2 separate regions of the Mus musculus genome follow, and region 2 is linked to region 1. Evidence: chromatin contacts called from public promoter capture Hi-C data. All regions are on one chromosome and are shown on one strand. Each heading gives the region's core, a stretch centred on a gene start, on an enhancer-like site or on the middle of the called end of the contact. The rest is flanking DNA. Distances are from core to core; before and after follow the strand shown. Region 1 holds the start of Brd1 (bromodomain containing 1). Region 2 holds the start of Hdac10 (histone deacetylase 10).

Region 1 (5,770 bases), core at 2,140-4,639:
CATGCTTTAGTCTCTTTTGTTGCTGCTGTTGTTTTTCGACACAAGGTTTCTGTGTAGCCCTGGTTGTCCTGGCACTTGCTCTGTAGACCAGGCTGGCCTAGAGACTAAGGGCTGGGGGTGAAGTGTGAGCCAGCACTGCCCTGCCCTTTATTTAGTCTTTTACCTTTGTCCTTCTGATTGTTAGTGTTGTTGACTTTTCTACCTTTTTCTTACATTTGAAAGCTGTAAGTCACATTTTATGTTTCAGGTGGAAATTGTGACATTATAAATTCTGACATTAAATATTATATATTTTAACATTATAATCCATTTTCTTTGGATTTTTTTTTTTGTTTTTTTTTTTTTGTTTTTATGAGAGGGTTTGGTTTCTCTGTGTAGCCCTGGCTGACCTGGCACTTACTTTGTATACCAGGCTGGCCTCCAACTCAGAAATCTGCCTGCCTCTGCCTCCCCAGTACTGGGATTAAAGGCCTGCGTCACCACCCCCCCTCCCCCCTTCTTTGGATTTTAAAGTGCTTTAATCATACAATGTAAGAACATCACAGTATTTGTATTTCCTGTTGCTTTTTCTCTTCACAGGTGCAACAGAGTTTGACTGAGATTTTTGATACTATCTGACATTAACAGTCCAAACTGGTTTTCTGGCTGAAATCCACGTCTTGCTACTAAATTCACTTTTAATTTTGCTAACATGTATCTTTTAGGATTTTAAAAGATATTTGTTTCAGTAAACTTGACTATATATAGGCTATGAATCCATCTTTCTTGTGCTGTCTCATTTGAACACTAGTTTCTACTGTCTTATGAATTCTAGCTAGGTTCAATTCTTTTAGAATTTTAGTTAATTCCTTCTACAAACATTATCTGGGGCATCATAAAGAAGGTCCTTATTAGCTGGGTGTGGTGGTGCATGCCTTTAATTCCAGCACATGGGAGGCAGAGGCAGGCGGATTTCTGAGTTTGAGGCCAGCCTGGTCTACAGAGTGAGTTCAAGGACAGCCAGGGCTACACAAAGAAACCCTGTCTTGGAAAAACCAAACAAAAAACAACAAAAAAATCCAACCAACCAAACAAGAAAAACCAATAAACCCCCCCAAAACCCAAACAAACCAAAAATGAAGGCCTTTCCTCTCTGATAGCTTTTCGGTTGCTTTAGTCCTTGAAGTTGCAGTTTGTCTTGGTCTCATGCCAGTCTGTGGGATCCCTCCAGCCTACTAAGAATCGCTTTGCCTGAGAAGTCCCCCTCTCCCTCAGTCCTTCCTGCTCTTGAAGCTGTTGTGTCCTTTCATCTTTGCTTTTCTGAGACAGTGTCTTACTTTTGTTTTGTGTGGTGGGAGGTCCTTCCCTCGTTGGTTTGCATTTCATTTTCCTGAGGTAGAGAGAAGGCTGAGGGCTCATCTTGCTTGTTCTTCACGGTCCTGGGATGCTTAGATTCAGATGAGTGGACTTCTGTAGAGGAGGCAGCATTTACAGTTCCTGGCTTTGCGGCAGATGTGTTCAGGCCTCACAGGGTACCCCTACCATGGCTCAGTGGTGTGCATGAAGAAAGTACTAGCTAAACAGGAGGCCTTGCTCGGGAGTGGCTCCAGAATTAACTTACCCTTAAAGACTATTTTTCAGCAGGGCAATTGCCTTTAATCCCAGGACTCTGGAGGCAGAGGCAGGTAAATCTCTTGAGTTCAAGGCCAGTCTGCTCCACAGAGGAAGTTCAGGGATATACTGAGGGGCCTTGTATTGAAAAACAAAACAAACAACAACAAAATGACTATTTTCCAGCCCATAGTTTGGCTACAGTGGGATAAGAGTAGTGGCCAGCCAAAAGCTGCAAGGCACAGATGAGCAAGTCTGCCTTGTCCCAATAACTGTTTGGTGCCACATCCTGAGCTGTGAGCCTGCCCTGCCTGTCATGGGCGGGGAGGAGAGCAGCTCTGCTCACGAATGAAAAGCTCTTCTGTTTACCTGAGAGGTCCAGGCTAATGTCACAGGCACATGACTAGTGCTTCATCACCATGACACCTGTCATAAGCCTTCCAAGGCAACCAAAGAACTACCCAGTCTTCACCCCCATTTCAAAATACTTACAGATGAGTCTCATAATGAAAATTCTCTAGAAGCCACTAACTTTTAAACTAAGGACAAAGTAGACGGAACAAGCTGGAGAGTAAGACCAGTGTCCCTAAGCACCAACCCAAAGGGCCCTGATTTCAAAATCTTCAAGCCTTTTACAGCAGAGGTTCTCAGCCTGTGGGTCACAACCCTTTTGGTCCTGCATATCAGATATTTACATTCATAACAGTATTGAAAATTATAGTTATAAAGTAGAAGTGAAAGAATTTGATGGCTGGAGGCCATCACAGCATTGATCAGCAGCAATAGGACTGTTGAGAACCACTGCTGTAAGTGTTACCAGCTCCTTGGTAGGGATGTCAATGCTTAAATACTTCTATGAGTACAATGCTTATAAGAGGAAGGCCTAAGTCATGGGTGGTGGGCCATGCCTTTAGGGAGGCCGATCTCTGACTACATAGTGAGTTACAGTCAGAATTACATAGTGAGAGTCTGTCTCAAAACAACAAAACCAAAAATCAGGCAACCAAACAATCAAACCACCACCACCAAAGTAAGTAAGAAAGGTAGACAGACAGACAGAAAGAAAGAAAAGAAGAGGAAAGCCTGAGTTGGAGGCATGCCCCCAGACCTGGCTGCCCATAGTTTGAGATTGCTACTACTTGTCCCAGTCACTAGTCATCCTCAAGTCCTTTCCATACCCTCCTCTACCCAACCACTGACCTCGTGCCCTTGTTAATGCCTTTCTAGTGCCACCTTAGGGTTCCCCAGTCCTAGCCATTTATTCCTCAAATAAATCCACCCTTGTTTGGTGATCCCCTCCATCACGGCCCTCATTTCCATTCCCTCCTAACTCATCCTCCGTGAACCACGCTGGTCACCAGACACTATCAGAACCCCACTTCCCCCCCTTAGGATGCATCTCTTGATTCTCTCAAAATACCACTCCCTTGGAAAGCAAGCACTCTCAGGAAACTCCACCTGGCTCTCTAGGGTCAGCATTCTTGCTCTACTCAGTGCCATTGACCCCATAGTAAACACCATTCATCTGGTTACCCTTCTCTTACAGCAGCAGTCCTTCATCCTCAGGAACCCTAGCCTGTCTCCCCCAGAATTCTCCTCCTAGTCACCCCACTTTTGTAGCACTCCTCCCCCATCCGGATCCCCACCCTAACACCCTTCCTGGTCACCCCACTCTCTCCTTCGCGTCCCGCCCCGCCCCCTTATCCCGGCTTGGCGCGGCGCGCGTCGTGGCGGCGGCGGGCGGGGCGCGTCTCGCACGCAGCGCGCCGGGCGGAGCGCTCGCCGCATTGTTTGCTTCGCTGGGGAGCGAGCAGCGCCTCGGCAGGCGTCCGAGCAGCTCCGCGTCCGCGTCCTCCGCCCGGCCGGGCCCCGAGCCGGCCTCAGCCGGCCGTGCCGGCGCCGCCGACCCCGCCCGAGCCGCGGCGCCCTGCGGGCCCGGAGCCGCTGGCCGAGCGCGCCCCGGAGCCCGGCGGGGCACGGCTGCGCGGCCGTTGGCGGAGGAGCCGCGGCGCCATTAGCGCCGCCTCGGCCGCGCCGGCCTCCGCGCCCGCCCGCCCGCCGGGCTCCCGCGGCCGCGGCGCCCCCGAAGGTGAGTGTCTGACGGTCGCCGTTCGCCGCCCGCCTCGCCGGCCGGGGCGGAGGTGCAGGCGCCATGTTTGGAGGCGGCAGCGGCGGCTCCGCATTGTCCGCGGGCGGGGAGGCCGGAGAGTCGGGGCGGCGAGGCCCCGAGGCCGTGAGGCCTGGCGGGCGCGGGAGCCGGAGGGACCGAGAAGGCCGGGCGGACGTGCGCCGCCGTGAGCCGGCGCGGCCGGGGACGCCGGAGATCGGTGCCGGCGGCTCGCCCAAGAGGCCGGGTTCGGGAGGCGAGGCCGCGGCGAGATCGCGGAGGCGGAGGCCGCAGCCGGGTGGGGGCGGAGAGGGACACGGAGGCCGCGGCGGGGTCGGGGAGACAGAGGAGTAGAAGGAGGCCGCCGCGGCGCGGGAGGCGCGGCCAAGAGAATGGAGCGATCGGCAGGGCTCAGTAGGCGGGGAGGCCGCCGGGCCGGGCGGGCGGGCTCTGGGCAGCTCGGCTGTCTGGGCGGCTGGGGCGGCCGAGGGGCCGGGCGTCGGACAGCGGAGGAGGCGGAAGGCCTGGGGTCTCGTGGCGTCTGCCCACGTCCTCGCCCGTAGCCTTGGCGGTGCGGAGCGGGTCGCATTATGTAACAGATCGGTCCGATCTATTTTGCCAAGACAGGAAACTCCCTTGAAGAGGGACGGGCTCGGAAGATTTCCTAAGTGGAGCGGGGCCTGGTATCTCCGGAGCAAGCCCGCAGCTCCGCCACAACTCCGTGGATGAGTGCAGGAAACGCCGAGAAACGAGCGCGCGTGCGCGGCTTTCTTGGGCCTTTAGGAGAGAAGCAACTTTCCTGTGCGCTTAATTTGCAGAAAACGCAGCTCCTCATGGTGCCCTGCAGTTGTGACACACTTACACACACCTAGGAAACGGCCCCCCTTCATGGAGGACATTCACTTCACCCAGCTGCGACTGTTTTAGAGTATCTGTCATCTGGTAACAAGTAGTTACAGAATTTCCCTATTACTTAGTTACTGTTTTATCACTTGTTGGGTCGCGTGCACTGTCCTGAGTCTGTGTTTTTCTCTCCGGATGGTCACCTTAGAGTAAGGTGTGTCTCTTTCCTGTGTGCTTTTACGGTGAGGGGTGGAAGCTAGGAAGAGTTTAAATGGCTTGTCCGCAAACCGGGCCGGAAATGAACGGAGCTGATTTTGAGCATGGAGTCTTTCCCCTCGTTTTGCCGGCAAAGCTTTTTAGGATGCGTTTAGCCCAGTGATTTCTGGAGAAGCATGCTTGTTGCCTTTGCTGATTCCTCCGTGGAGAGATGCTTGTTCCTGCATAGAGCCAGAGGGGTAAAGTGCTGGGTATATGAAAATGAGGAAGTAGATGAGATTGTTGGTCACTGTGCCGGGCAGTACTGTTACATGTCCGCTTTCCCCTGGTCACAACTACCTTTTCAAATTACAGAGTAGCTGTGGCCATTAAGTATTAGGTTCAGTTCTTGTAGAAAAGTGGTTTAAAGACAGTCCTTCAGTGCTCACTAGAAGAATGTGGGATTTGACAGGCTGGCTACAGTACTTTACTGGAGAGGAGAAAATTACATGTTTGTCTTTAATCTGGGAGCTGTTGCTTCTGCCCGTGGTTCTTTTTGGGAAGGATATGGTGCTGACACCTGGATTTGCACCTATCTCGACTTAGGGATGCCACTAGAGGCCTAGGGCAGGCTAGGGTTGCTTTGACAGTTTCCTGAGAATCCAGTGTTGAGTAGGCACCTGGAAGTGCCTCAGAAGCAGGTGCATTGGGGTCTGGCTGACTACAGTGTCTTCATATTCTTCTTGTTCATAGAGAGATAGTATAGAATGTGGCTTTCTGCAGCTTGTAAAGTCTGTCTTTAAAAATGCATTGTAGAGATTTCCTTTTGGGACTTAAAACATGAAGTCTGCTCTTTGAGGGCTTTTCCCAAAGACTAGTAAGATAACTATGAGTTGTGAGTTCAGGCTCTGGTGCGCGCGTTCTCTCTCTCTCTCTCTCTCTCTCTCTCTCTCTCTCTCTCGCCCTTCCTCTGGACTATCCTGATATTTCAACTTGGTATATTTGGGAGTCAGTCTAACTCTACTTCTTGTCAGT
Region 2 (5,770 bases), core at 2,351-4,850, 390 kb before region 1:
GACCCACAAGGGCTGGCAGGTGATGGATGCTGAGAACTGTGGAGCAGGTGTGTGTGCTTTGTGCCCTTGGCTTACTAACTCCCTGGCCGTTCTCTCCCCAACCTCTATATTGCCTAGCATCCTCATGTCCAGACCACACTGGAGCTCTCTCTACCACTGCCGGTCCTTATGACTTTCTTCTTACACCTTTAAAATGTATCCTTACCTCTCCTTACTCCATTTAAAGACCTCTCCTGAAATAACTATATCTTATGTACTGCCCATGGAAGACAGTCTATTCCCATGCAGGCCAAAGGGCCCAGCTTTTCCCTCTCATCTCTAGCCCTAGATCCCTCCATAGCTCTGTGCCAAACCTCCAATTCTCTCTTTGAGAACTGGCCTCAGAGAACTCTCTCAGTTTGCCTACTGTCCCCTGAGCTGGGACTAGCCTCCCGTGTCCTTGCCAGACTGACAGGTCCAACCTGGGGAGCCAGGAGGTTTGAGGACAGGTCCATTGCGACATGCTATCCCTTGTCTTGTCTGCCTCAGACCCCAGGCCCTTGTTCTTGCACCCTGGTATGGGAAAGACTGGATGGGTAGAGGTTCTTGACTCATGTCCTGAAAGTCCTGGCAGGTGTTCTTCCCTTCTGTGTTGTCGTGTGCTTATGAGTTTGGTTCTGTGTGATGAAATCCTTCTGCTGCTCAACAAAATAACTCCCCTAACCACGGGCCACAAGATCCGTTCTGTGGTCTCCATCTACACACTGTGGCTGGGTGCTTTTGCTTTCACCATAGACCACAGGAGGCACACAACTGAGCCCTTGAGCAGGCTCACACACTTTCTTCTCACTTCCTTTTTTTTTTAATACAAGCCTCTCTCTCTTATTATTATTATTTTTTGAACACAACCCCCCCTTTTTTTCTTTTGAACATACACTTTCATCCCTTGTTTTCCTGGGGCAATCTAGCTTCACAGCAGTCTTCAGTGTTTTTAAGTGGATTGGCCCACTTAGGATTAGATTTAAGGCCCATGGGGTGCTGGCTTCCCCCCTTAGTTGAAAGCTGTCTAACTCTATCGTTTGCTTCTCTTCGCTTCCCGCAGGTGTGACTTACAAGGAAGTTCTCAGCTTCAAGCCTCCTAGGCAGCTAGGAGCCAGAGTTCCAAAGGAGACGGCTCTGTGACGACCTCTGGGTGGTTTGGGGGGTATCCAAAGGAGGTTGGCTCGGAGCTTCACGGCACCTTGGCTTCCCTTCTCTGGAAAAGGAATCCTGGTTAACACCCCGACAGTGCCTGGAGCTTGTATCCCAAGTCTTCCACCTGGACATGCTGTGTAGACCCTTGAATCATGAACCCTCCATCTCCAAACCTGTTCTTCGGCTTTCGAGTGCCCCAGATGACCCTGGAAGAACATCTAAGCTTTCTGTCCAAGACCCCTACCCAACATGGGACTAGCCTTTGAATTCTGGAGTTGTACATGAAATCAGTATTCGTGAAAAAGCTTCAGAGTGAGCAGAGCTTAGGAGACAAGTGCCAGACCTGAGCTCTGCTCGCTCTGGACAATGCCAAGGCCAACTCCTGAGACGGAATGAGACAGAGGTTTTGGGGACACTGACTCAGGGACATCATCTCTTCTGGAAGTGGGTGGATTCTCTTACACCCTTAGCCTGGAATTCGAACCAGCCATTTGGTGTTGCCTAAGTGGCTGGGGGCAAATAAACCCTTTTGTAGATCTCCCATTCTGGTTGTGTGGCCCCATGCCTTGAGCACCCATCAGTTCTCCAAGCTGCTCTGTGCACAAAAAGGAGCTAACCTGAGCTCTATGTCCTCCAGCTAATAGAGGTGCCAGTCCCCTGACTCTTCCCAGGCCACAGTGCTGGTGCCACTTAGTCCTTGCCAATGCTTCAAGCCACATTAGGGCTTGGCCCCTCCCTTCTTGAATGACTGTACTCTTAAGGCTCAGAGTCTGAGCAGGAGGTCTGGAGACTGATGCAAGGGAGGATGGTGGGGAAGATGATGTTAAGACCCAGATAGAGGGATGCCTCCTTCTTTCTGAGTTTGCAGCATTTGTCTTCCAATGGTCCAGACTTCTAGTGAGGAAGGTCTTAGCTCTCTACCAGCATTTCCCTGGCAGCCTCCCTGAACCCATACTGTCATCTGCAAGCCATTAGACACGAGACCACACTTGGGCTGGTTAGATGGTCCATGTTCTTCCTCATGTCCCAAGGACAGGTGCGACAGGGCAGGACATAAGGGTGAGGTCTTTCATTCCCTTCATTTGACAAGTTCTGGGCAAATACACTTTGCCCAGTCTAATCTTGTCAGAGGAGATGCCATGACCATGGCTCCACTGCCTGAATCCCCTTGTGATAACCATGGTCCAAGGCTTCAAATACTTCACCCAGTTACAGAGGTGTGGCTCAGTTCATGCCCTACCCCACAATATACATAAACCAGGGTAGTTAATTGGCTTTTAGAAGATGGAGAAGCTTTGGGCTCCTCCAAAATCCTTGCCTGAACTCCCAACTCCTGAGTATGGCAGAGGGCACCTACTTCTAACCACTCCAGGGCTCTTTGGTTTCCCCTGTACATGATAGTTGTATGTGTTCCTATCACAGACGTCAGCGGCAGCCTTGCCCCCTTCCCCTCATCATCCTGGGGGTGTGTCTTGTCCCTTCCCCCCATCTTGAGGCATCTGTAATGCCAACACTCATTTCGGAACTGGAGACAAGGCTGGACTATGGAAATGTGTGTGTGTATATATATATATATGTATATACATATATATGTATATATACATGTATGTATATATGTGTATGTATATATGTGTGTATATATCTGTGTGTGTTTATTTGTGTGTGTGTATATATATATACATATATACATACAAACATACATATATATATATATATATATATATATATATATATATATATATATATGTATAGTCTTAGCTGGTATTTGAGCTCATGTCTCCTTTGTTCCTCCTTTCCTAAGGCCCCCTTCCCTGCTTCCTCACCCTTCCTTGCTCAGAACCCTCTACCCTTCCTAGCCTCACACTGTGCTGCAGTTTTCCTGGCTGGCCTGGCGTCTTATATAACTCTTCTATTCCAGTGGCCTCTTTCTTACCTGTGGCCTTTCTGTCAGTCCCTTCTGGAAGTTCAGTGCTTTGATCCAGCCCAGGCCAGCCCCCGCAGGCACTCACATACACACCCTGCTCACTTCTCTCCTCTCCATCTTTCACCTGCGGGAGCAGGCAAATTGGTTGTGATTGACAGTTGGCATTTCTGACTCTGTGGCCTAAACTACCAGGTTAGGCTAGGAGGATGCTGGGGGCAAGAAGGAAGCATAGCTGCGGCTGTAGCTATGGATGGCCTGAGGACAGGCAGCCCTGTCTTCCTATCCATTTCAAGAAGGACACTGGAGGCGGTACTGGTCGTAGGCTCCGCGCCACACGTAGTTGTCGGTGGCACTGAAGTTGCAGCCTAAGAGAAAGAGACAATGAGAGAAAGAGAGGCAGAGAGAGAAAGACACACAGAGCGCGCGCAATCCCAGGGGAGCTCAGCCTTTTGGTCTACTCCACCCTAATCTCGCCTAGGGGCGGGCCGGAGTCTGTAAAAGAGGAAGCCGGAAGTTAGGCGTTTGGCGTCACGCTTAGTTCAGTTTCCAGCGGTTCTCTTCTGACAATCGGGCGGGCTTGAGCCCGGACCTGGGCCTGGGGTGGTTTCCTCTTGCCCAGGTCCAGCGTGCACAACCCAGTTCGTCCCGAGTGAGGATTGTTTACGTGCATAGTTAGGTGAGACCGGGCAGTGCAATTACCTGCCGGCAGAGGGCGTGTTGCGTTAGAGCGGATCAAAGTGACCACGGTGTAGCTATGGGCACAGCACTTGTGTACCACGAGGACATGACAGCCACTCGACTGCTCTGGGATGAGTAAGTGTGTCTTGACAGAAGTAGGGGGCCGGGAGGGAACCCTGAACACTGAGATCCTTGTCTGCTCCAGCCCCGAGTGCGAAATTGAGTGCCCAGAGCGCCTGACAGCTGCCCTGGATGGCCTGCGGCAGCGTGGCCTGGAAGAAAGGTGCCTGTGTTTGTCAGCTTGTGAGGCATCAGAGGAAGAGTTGGGCTTGGTGCACAGGTCAGACTATGACAGATCTGGGGACCCGAACCTTTTATAGCTCCGCTAGCATTCCCTTGGGTTCACCGTGGTGTGGGCTAAAAGGGATTACTGGGTGGGCACTCCCACCAGGAATCTCTGCTCCTTTCCTTCCTGTCCTGCTGGTGGCCCGCCTGCTGATCTGCAGCCCGGAATATATAGCCCTGGTGCAGAAGACCCAGACCCTGGATAAAGAGGAGCTCCACGCACTGTCTAAGCAGTACAATGCTGTCTACTTTCACCCGGTGCGAGCCAGCATACACGCCCATTCACCCAGATTTATGTCCATATGCCTGCCTAGGTGCATTCACACCCAAGTCTGCTCACCTGCCAGTGTCTCCTTGTTTATGCTTTATGACCGTACCCTACCATGTTTTGCTTGCCAATGCCCCAGCCCTGTCTGCTCAGCAGTGGGAAACCTGCAACCTGGGACAAGCAGGTCAGGTCCCAGGCTCAATTGCACTCTGGCTCACAGGACACCTTTCACTGTGCCCGGCTGGCAGCGGGGGCTGCACTGCAGCTGGTCGATGCTGTGCTAACAGGAGCTGTGCACAATGGGCTTGCCCTGGTGAGGTGAGAACCACCTTCCTCCCCTAGCTGTCTGTGTGTGACCCTGTGAGGGGACAGAATGACTCTGACATGCCCGGTGTTTCCTTTTTTTTTTTTTACACCCTAGGCCTCCAGGGCACCACAGTCAGAGGGCAGCTGCCAATGGATTCTGTGTGTTCAACAATGTGGCTCTAGCAGCCAAACATGCCAAGCAGAAATATGGGCTGCAGAGGTGTGTCCAAGCTTGACCTGCAAGTGTGGGGGACCCAAACTAAATAGGAAGAGGTGGAGTTGGTGGTTAAGAGGTCCCACCCAGCTCCCTCCACTCCTGGCTGAGCTCCTAGCCTAAAGGTGGAAAGGCAGCCACTTCCAGTAATCCCCAGTACTGTCCGAATTTAGGATTCTCATTGTCGACTGGGATGTCCACCATGGCCAGGGCATCCAGTATATCTTCAACGATGACCCCAGGTGAGCTGGGGTGTGGACACAGCCCTTCTCTGCCGCTCACCATTTTGGGGATAAAATTCCAGTGGTGAGACTAGGGGTCTTAAGAGTTAGGGTTCTTTGAGAAGCTGTGGAGTTGCTAAGGGACCTCACTTCTGACCTGGCCAATTGTCGACAGTGTCCTTTATTTCTCTTGGCACCGCTATGAGCATGGAAGCTTCTGGCCGTTTCTCCCAGAGTCTGATGCAGATGCAGTTGGCCAAGGGCAGGGCCAAGGTTTCACTGTCAATTTGCCCTGGAACCAGGTACCAAGTCCCCCTCCCCCCTCCGTCCAGCCTACGTCTCCTGTGAATGTCTCCTGGGGCATTCTGCAAGAGTCTCCCTGGACTTTGGATCCCAGGGGTGAAGACCGTGATGTCCTCATTTGCAGGGCTGGTCCCCTGATGCCTGCTTTGCTTTTGCTGCAGGTTGGGATGGGAAATGCCGACTATTTGGCTGCCTTTCTGCATGTGCTGCTCCCACTGGCCTTCGAGGTGACTGTGTGGTGGGTGTCCTCCTAGGCTTACCCAGAGTCCCACTGTGAAGACTGGAGAGTTGAAAGCCACTCCAGTGTATGAATGGGAGTAGGGAAGGTGTCTCAGAAA

The links. Promoter capture Hi-C pulls out the DNA fragments that hold promoters and counts their contacts.
Region 2: a promoter capture Hi-C map of pre-B cells shows a contact between it and region 1. The contact joins the promoter of Hdac10 here to the promoter of Brd1 in region 1. A contact is called at or near these places in 13 of 39 promoter capture datasets (3T3-L1-derived adipocytes, the C10 cell line, the HPC-7 cell line and 9 more), 3 of 115 datasets of contacts at active chromatin or transcription factors (embryonic stem cells and pancreatic cancer cells) and 2 of 9 other capture datasets (liver and pancreatic islet).

The regions. Positions count from the first base shown.
Region 1 is chr15:88,731,838-88,737,607 of GRCm38.p6, reverse strand. It overlaps Brd1 (bromodomain containing 1), which reads left to right and starts at 3,389. Exons shown (of 13, transcript NM_001033274.3): 1 at 3,389-3,679. Gm41377 (a long non-coding RNA gene) reads right to left here and starts at 3,487. Exons shown (of 3, transcript XR_875560.2): 1 at 1,601-3,487; 2 at 1,317-1,449.
Region 2 is chr15:89,126,530-89,132,299 of GRCm38.p6, reverse strand. Hdac10 (histone deacetylase 10) reads left to right here and starts at 3,600. Exons shown (of 20, transcript NM_199198.2): 1 at 3,600-3,910; 2 at 3,981-4,115; 3 at 4,282-4,378; 4 at 4,609-4,706; 5 at 4,810-4,914; 6 at 5,082-5,150; 7 at 5,305-5,431; 8 at 5,594-5,659. The coding sequence starts at 3,852. Gm46530 (a long non-coding RNA gene) reads right to left here and starts at 3,761. Exons shown (of 2, transcript XR_001781738.2): 1 at 3,107-3,761; 2 at 1-1,234. Mapk12 (mitogen-activated protein kinase 12) reads left to right here. Exons shown (of 12, transcript NM_013871.3): 12 at 1,082-1,716. The coding sequence ends at 1,161.